2 separate regions of the Mus musculus genome follow, and region 2 is linked to region 1. Evidence: chromatin contacts called from public HiCAR-type data. All regions are on one chromosome and are shown on one strand. Each heading gives the region's core, a stretch centred on a gene start, on an enhancer-like site or on the middle of the called end of the contact. The rest is flanking DNA. Distances are from core to core; before and after follow the strand shown. Region 1 overlaps Iqgap2 (IQ motif containing GTPase activating protein 2). Region 2 overlaps Sv2c (synaptic vesicle glycoprotein 2c).

What was found. HiCAR-type assays count read pairs that join an accessible place to other places.
Region 2: a contact with region 1 is called in a HiCAR-type map of fibro-adipogenic progenitors, with 4 times the contacts expected there. The contact joins two enhancer-like sites. A contact is called at or near these places in 24 of 484 Hi-C or Micro-C datasets (B cells, B-cell progenitors, CD8 T cells and 17 more), 6 of 115 datasets of contacts at active chromatin or transcription factors (the HPC-7 cell line, SST interneurons, bone marrow-derived macrophages and 3 more) and 1 of 9 other capture datasets (embryonic stem cells).

The regions. Positions count from the first base shown.
Region 1 is chr13:95,793,035-95,796,360 of GRCm38.p6, forward strand. The region is part of intron 2 of Iqgap2 (IQ motif containing GTPase activating protein 2); the gene reads right to left. Among named protein-coding and RNA genes, the nearest start is that of Gm32702, 31 kb to the left of the region's middle. Within about 2 kb of position 1,472, at least 22 of the 459 cell types and tissues checked have an H3K27ac peak or open chromatin away from gene starts, as enhancers often do. A contact at or near this core is called in fibro-adipogenic progenitors and muscle stem cells, where this site is marked.
Region 2 is chr13:95,960,006-95,963,331 of GRCm38.p6, forward strand. It overlaps Sv2c (synaptic vesicle glycoprotein 2c), which reads right to left. Exons shown (of 13, transcript NM_029210.1): 13 at 1-1,458. The coding sequence ends at 1,275. Among named protein-coding and RNA genes, the nearest start is that of Gm24032, 65 kb to the left of the region's middle. Within about 2 kb of position 1,481, at least 126 of the 459 cell types and tissues checked have an H3K27ac peak or open chromatin away from gene starts, as enhancers often do. A contact at or near this core is called in fibro-adipogenic progenitors and muscle stem cells, where this site is marked.

The DNA.
Region 1 (3,326 bases), core at 222-2,721:
GAACCTGCAAGCCAGCCCCAGTTAAATGCTGTCCTTTATAGGAATTGTCTTGGTCATGGTGTTTCTTCATAACAATGGAAACTCTAACTAAGACACCAGGTAAACAGATTCATTGGTCAAGTAACTGAATCTTCTGAATTGGTTATTGAGTGCCTATCCACAGCACACAGAACATAAATTTACTTGACTATTAACCTTTTCACCCTACCCTGCAATTTCTGCTCCTTCAAGACACATAGGAATATATCTTTCGGTCAGTGTAAGAGTTTTATTTTTGCTACATTTTAAAAATTGATTCATTAAGAGGTAGGGAGATGGGTTAACAGTTAGGAGCACTTGCTGTTCTTCTAGAGGACCCTAATTTGGTTCCCAGCATCCATCCCAGACAGCTCACAACTGCCTGTAACTCTAGCTACAGGAATTCAGACACCTTCTTCTGGCTTCCACAGTCACCTGTGCACACACACACATGCGCACGTGCGCACACACACATGCACACGTGTACACACACACACACACACACACACACACACACACACACGCACACCTCACCTCATATGTGCCATGGGATACAGATAGAGGTCAGGGGACAACTTGGAGAAGGCAGTTCTCTCCTTTGACCTTGTGGGTTAAAAAGGTCAAACTCAGGCTGGCAGGCTGTGCAGGAGGCAGCTTTACCAGTGGTAAGCATTTGAGAACAAGTCCTATACAGCCACACCACAGATCCCTTTTCAGGGTTGAATGCTTCCTGCATCCAGGTTAGGTCATCTTTCGCTCTGTAAAATTGAGCGCACACACATTAAAGAAATTCAAGCATCTTGGACCTTCTTGAGTTAAAAGAGACTCAGATTTATAAGAATAATAAGCTACTGAATGTCCAAGGTCCTGCTCCATCCCAGTTACATGCGAGAAGGTTGCAGAAAGCAATGTGACCTAGCTTCCTTTCCTCCATTTGCTTGGATGATGAGTGGGGTTCCCTAGAGGAGGGCTCCTGCTTGCCTGTGGGAACCTGAGAACAAATCCACACTACCTCATTACCTGCATGGATGGTTCACTGTAAACACAGAAAGTTTTAGAAAGACTACGGACTTTAAGATTATTGATTCTTATCAGGGCATGAACAGAGACCTTATAAGAGAGAGCCTTCAAGTAACCTCCAACCAGCAACCTCTTTGGACTGCTAGAAATAGGAAGTTGTAGACCCATCTCAGACCTAAGGAATCGTACGTTCTGGGAATAGTCCACAGAAGCCTATGTTTTCCAGGGGATTTTTAAAGCAGCTAACATTTGAGACCAACGGAACTAGAACATTCCAAAATGCTACAGTGATGTGTGCTGATGGACCGACATGCCTGGTGCGCGCACACACACACACACATACACACGAGCACACAATGGATGCCAGCTCAGAATGCCTCTCTACAGGGGCTGCACAACTTCTACAAACCTTCAAACTTATCCAAGTTAGATCACTTCCTGGCAAGCAGTGACAGCAGACGCTGCCTAAAAATGAGTCATTTTCCAAAGTATGGAGGAGTTTTATGAAGACAGAATTTGTGACTCAGTTCTCTATTGTTTAAGTGGACAACGAGTTCTAGCCGTTACAAATTAGATTTTGCCTGCCTTTCACCAAACACAGACTCCGTAGCTGTAAATAAGGAGGAGGAAGATCAGAAACAGTGATGTGAATTGTGTTTTATGGGGAGCTGGCCTTGATCAATGGAAGTGCTATTACATGGTCACTAAGGTCCCAGACAGGAAATGTGTGACTTTCTTAGTAACGCTGACACAGTGAAAGGTGAGAAGAAAAGAAGACCTCATATTAGTTCTTCACAAACATTTTTGTTAGGAAATAAAAAATGCTCGTTCCCAGACAGCTGAGGTCAACGACAGAGCCACCAGTTTATGAACTGTGAGATTCAGCAGTTAAGACATCAGTTCCCTTCCAATTGACCCGTGGATTTAACCTGATAGCAGTCAAACTCTTAGTGGAATTCTTTAGAGGGTACAGAAGACATCATAGAAAGACAAACCAACAGAAAAGATTTTTTTTTAAGTTAATGAGCATATCACTTAATTTTACGACTTAGCATAGCATTGGTGAGAAACCCAGATCAACCAGAAGGGATAGAGTCCAGACACAGTCAACTGAGTTTTTGCAAAGATATTAAAACAACTCCGGGAAGAAAGGCCAGCCTTTCCAACCATGTGCTGGCACAGTTAAAAGTCCACGCGTGAAACCAACGAACCTCAGGTGCTGCCTTAAGTTATATCCAAAAAAATAACTCGCCAGCTGTGCGATAACTCGCCAGCTGTGACAGCGCACCCCTGTAATCCTAGTGCTTGGGAAGCTGAGGCAGGAGAATTAGGAGTTCAAGTCCAGCCAGGGCTACATAGCAAACCTCGGTCTCCAAAATAAAATCAAAATAAAGTAACTCAAGCTGGTATCAGAGTGAAGCATAAGGCTACCAAAGCTGTTAGAGATTGACATGGAATCTCCAGACCTCGGACCAGGCAAATAGATTTTAGATATGACAACAAAATCCAAGCCATAAAGGGGGGGGGGGAGATAGTTGACAAACTGGACTTCACCAAAAACTCAAGACATTTACTCCCAACAAAGGACCCATATTTAAAGATTTGGAGAACCACAAAGGTCAACAACAGAGAATCTAGGCTTTCTTTAAAAATGAGCAAAGTGTTTCAGACCCCTACAGGGCGTGCACATGGAAAGATCTGCCACAGAGGAAATGCACCAACAAGCTCTCCTGGCTGCAACCACACATCTGCCGGAACCACGCAGACAAACACACATGGAACACCTGCAGACATCCAGTGAATCGAAGTGCAAGACAGCCAGGAGGTGGTCATCCCAGAAAAAGGTTAGACAAGCTCCTGTCAACAGGAGTCACAGACTTTCCCTATGACCCAGAAGTCATACCTAGATAGTTATTCTGTAGAAATAGAAAGCAATATCCATTTTTAAAAGCCAACTGCACACAAATGCATGGAACGGCTCAATTTCTAACCATCCGCAACCCAGAGTGTACTAGCTCCCTCCAATAGATTATGCAGAAGTCTAAAGAGAAACAAGTGATCACTATACACAATGTGGATGTGTTTCCAGTGCCATGTGATGAGTAAAGCCAGTCTTTAAAGTTTACGTGATTAATAACCCCATTCATCTGATATCCTGAGAAAGAAAAAACCCCTATAGATCAGTAGCTACCATGTGTTAGGGAGGGAGAGAGTTGTGTTTTCCACACATGGGAGATTTGAGGAATATTAACGGTTCCTAGTACCAATAAATGCAAACATTAGAACTC
Region 2 (3,326 bases), core at 231-2,730, 170 kb after region 1:
GACAGAGGCAGTTAAACAAAGAATGCTGTTTAAACACAGGCCTTACGATGGTTGCTATCACAGGCTGCAAATCTACAAGGAGGCTTCAGATTTCAAAGACGCGTAAAAGGATGGGCCTGGGGGAGGGGCACCGGGCAAGAGACTCGAAGGTCCTTTAGCTGACAGCTGGCCCGTGGGAACGTCCTGCTGACCCCTCCCTCCTTCCATGCTCAGGAAGATTCCAGAGGTAAAACAGATATTCACCCACCAGGAAATGCTGTCCTGCCTGCCGGAGGGTTGCTGGGGAGAGCAGGCAGGCTCAAAAACTGTCCAGAGACAAGGCTAGGAGCCCACAGCCTGGGGACACTGGAGGGACATGACCTGATGTGGAGATTTGGGCTAAAAATGTAACAGTGGACAGTTGATCAAAGGAGGGTGGGTGGTGTTGACCCGCAAGGGACCGTACAAGAGAGGCTCCCGTCTGTGTTTCCCAAATGGCTTTGGTTGTGAATTCCAATTTCTATCTAAAAATCTGCCTTGTGCTGCTCAGGTAGGGTTTCGTTGCCAAGTGGGGATAGACTTTAAACTTTTCTTGTTAACAAAACCACCCTAATCATCCTGCCCAAAAGAGCCCCGCCCAGAAGTGCTTGGTGTCACACAATTGTCTTGAAACCCCCTGCTGTAACAGCTAGAGTGGCTGGCAGGCTGTCTTTTTTCTAAGAAAACAGGAAGTATCACTCGGTATGAGAAAAAGAAAGAAAGAAAGAAAGAAAGAAAGAAAGAAAGAAAGAAAGAAAGAAAGAAAGAAAGAAAGAAAGAAAGAAAGAAAGAAAGAAAGAAAGAAAGAAAGAAAGAGAGAGAAAGAAAGAGAGAAAGAAAAAAGAAGAAAAAGAAATCCCTTTCCTCAGCACAAAATTATGCCAATTTAAACTTCCTGTTAGTAGAGCGTCGCCAGCAGGGTCTATTTCTTACACCAGCACAGACTTTTTAGATTCTTGGTGAATGTAGTCCTTGGGGAAGCCTGGTCAACTGAGACATTTTAGGAACACTTCCACTGGGCACTGAGAAGCAGGAACATCACAGTTAGGAAAAGCTAACAGTGCACGGGGGGAGGGGGGGCGGGAAACCCTGCAAATCACACTGGCGGGGTAAGACAATACGCAGCTACACGTTACATCACAGCAAAAGTTTGTGTTCTGATACTTGGCCACCTTTCTATACATTAAAACTCTGAAGCTTTGAGTCAGGCAATACGACCGACCCACGGTGGGAGGAAGGGAATGGCTTTTGTCACGTCACATCAGAACCTGGGTTCGTGTGTCGGGCAGGCGCAGCCCCACGAGTCCTCCACACACGAGCACAGTGGAAGCCAGCAGGATGGGGATGGCTTTGGTGATGCTGACCAAGGAGCCGAAGATTAAGTTTCCCAGGACGGCCGCCGCTTTACAGAGGGCGTTCAAGAAGCCGAAGCCCGTTGCTCTGCAAGGGACAGAAACACAGTCAAGGTTTAGAAAATGATGCTCGGGAGTCCAGCTTTAAACTTACACGTTCTGCGCAGTCACCCTGATGGTCTTTACGTGGTTTGTGCCGTATGTTAGTGAAGCAGATAATTAAAATGCTTGTTAGCAAACGCGGAGGCAGAGAAGCCAGCTGTCACTGCTGCGGCCGGTCTCCTGATGACGTACGTACGACTCTACTGACTCTTATTTTGGTACAGAAGAAGAAAAAAAAGCTCTTTCTTGGTCCAATGTGTTGGAAGGATGGTTCTACTAAGTAAAAGTTAATTTCACTCCGTGTAAGTCCTCTCAGGATAAAAGCAGGCTTAAAGCCTCTTTCCGTAGGAGTCAGCTAGCCTCTGCTTAGCTTGGGAGAAGCTGGGCCACCTCCTCTGTCCAGGGAGTGGGACTGGGCGATCTAGCAGGCTCTCAAGTCTTTACAAAAGTGACTTGTTATTTGTTTTATAAGTGTCCAGAATCTTGGTGACACCTCTTAAATAGAGGAAATAAGGAAATTCAAATTTTGTTCCAGTATAAAATACAACTGCCGTCTGTCAGACACTATCAGCCTGCTTCTCAGCGACTCAGCACCTGTAGTTTACTTACGTCAGCATCCAGTGCTGTGCATTTCGACCATAGCTAAGAGTTCCCACCACCGCTAAGAGTTGCTATGCAACACAGACCCTTTAAAGGGCATCTGTCAACATCACGGTGTGTGTGTGTTCTCTCTCTCTCTCCCTCTCTCTCTCTTTCTCTCTCTCATTTTGTCCCTCTCGTTTTAACTGTCTCTCAGTCTGTCTGTCTCATGTCCCCACTCTGAGACTGTTTTTGCTACCCCACCCCCAAACCTCTTGCTTTAGGTTTGTTGCACAGGGTGATCTCTTAACAGCACACCCGGACCCACCCAGGTCCCTTCCAATGCTTTACCCTATTGATAGTGATTTGGCAATGGGTTTCTTTAGGATTATTTTATTTTCATTTTCCTCTTATTAGTTATCTAAATGAATATTCCTAGATTTTATTTTTATACTCATTTATTCATCTAGTGTGTATGTGGAGATCAGAGACCTTGCAGGAATCAGTTAGCACTTAACTTACAATCCTCCTGTCTCAGCTTCTTGAGAACTATGATTATAGGGTATTTGCTGCCAGGTCAGTATAATGTGCTCAATTTTAAAAACATTTATTTATTTATTTATTTACTTACTTACTTACTTACTTATTTCTTTATTTATATGAATACACTATTGCTGTCTTCAGACACACCAGAAGAGGACATCAGATCCCCTTACAGATGGCTGTGAATTCATTGAACTCAGGTTGTCTGGAAGGACAGTCAGTGCTCTTAACCACTGAGCCATCGCTCCAGTCCGTGCTTGATTTTTAAACAATTAAAGTCAACTGAATTTTCAAGAGGTGTGTCCTCCTCTTAGGTACCAAGTATGTTTTTGCTAGTGGGTGGAGAACAAATGCAGCCTGAGCACGCCTGATCTGGAACCTGTGGGACCTTAGCTGTTTCAGGTTAGAATTTGGAGTGTGTGCACAGCCATTCCTAGTTGAATACTTTCATCCAGAAACTTGCCGTCCAAAGTGCTTTACAGTCTGAAACTCACAAGCATGTGGCCTTTCAGATTAGTGGTGTTCAGCATTAGGAATGAACGAGCAAGTTAGTTCATGGTGAGCTAATGTAGTGTCGCCATGGGCTGAGAGATGGCTCAGTTCCTGTCAGTTCTGACTGTGAAGACAGGAGGACCTGGATTCAAACCCTCAGAGTGCATGTAACAAAAGCATGGCTTCCTTCGAATGCCTGTAACTCCAGTGTTGGAGAGGGGGCTGGGGGAGCGGGAGCAG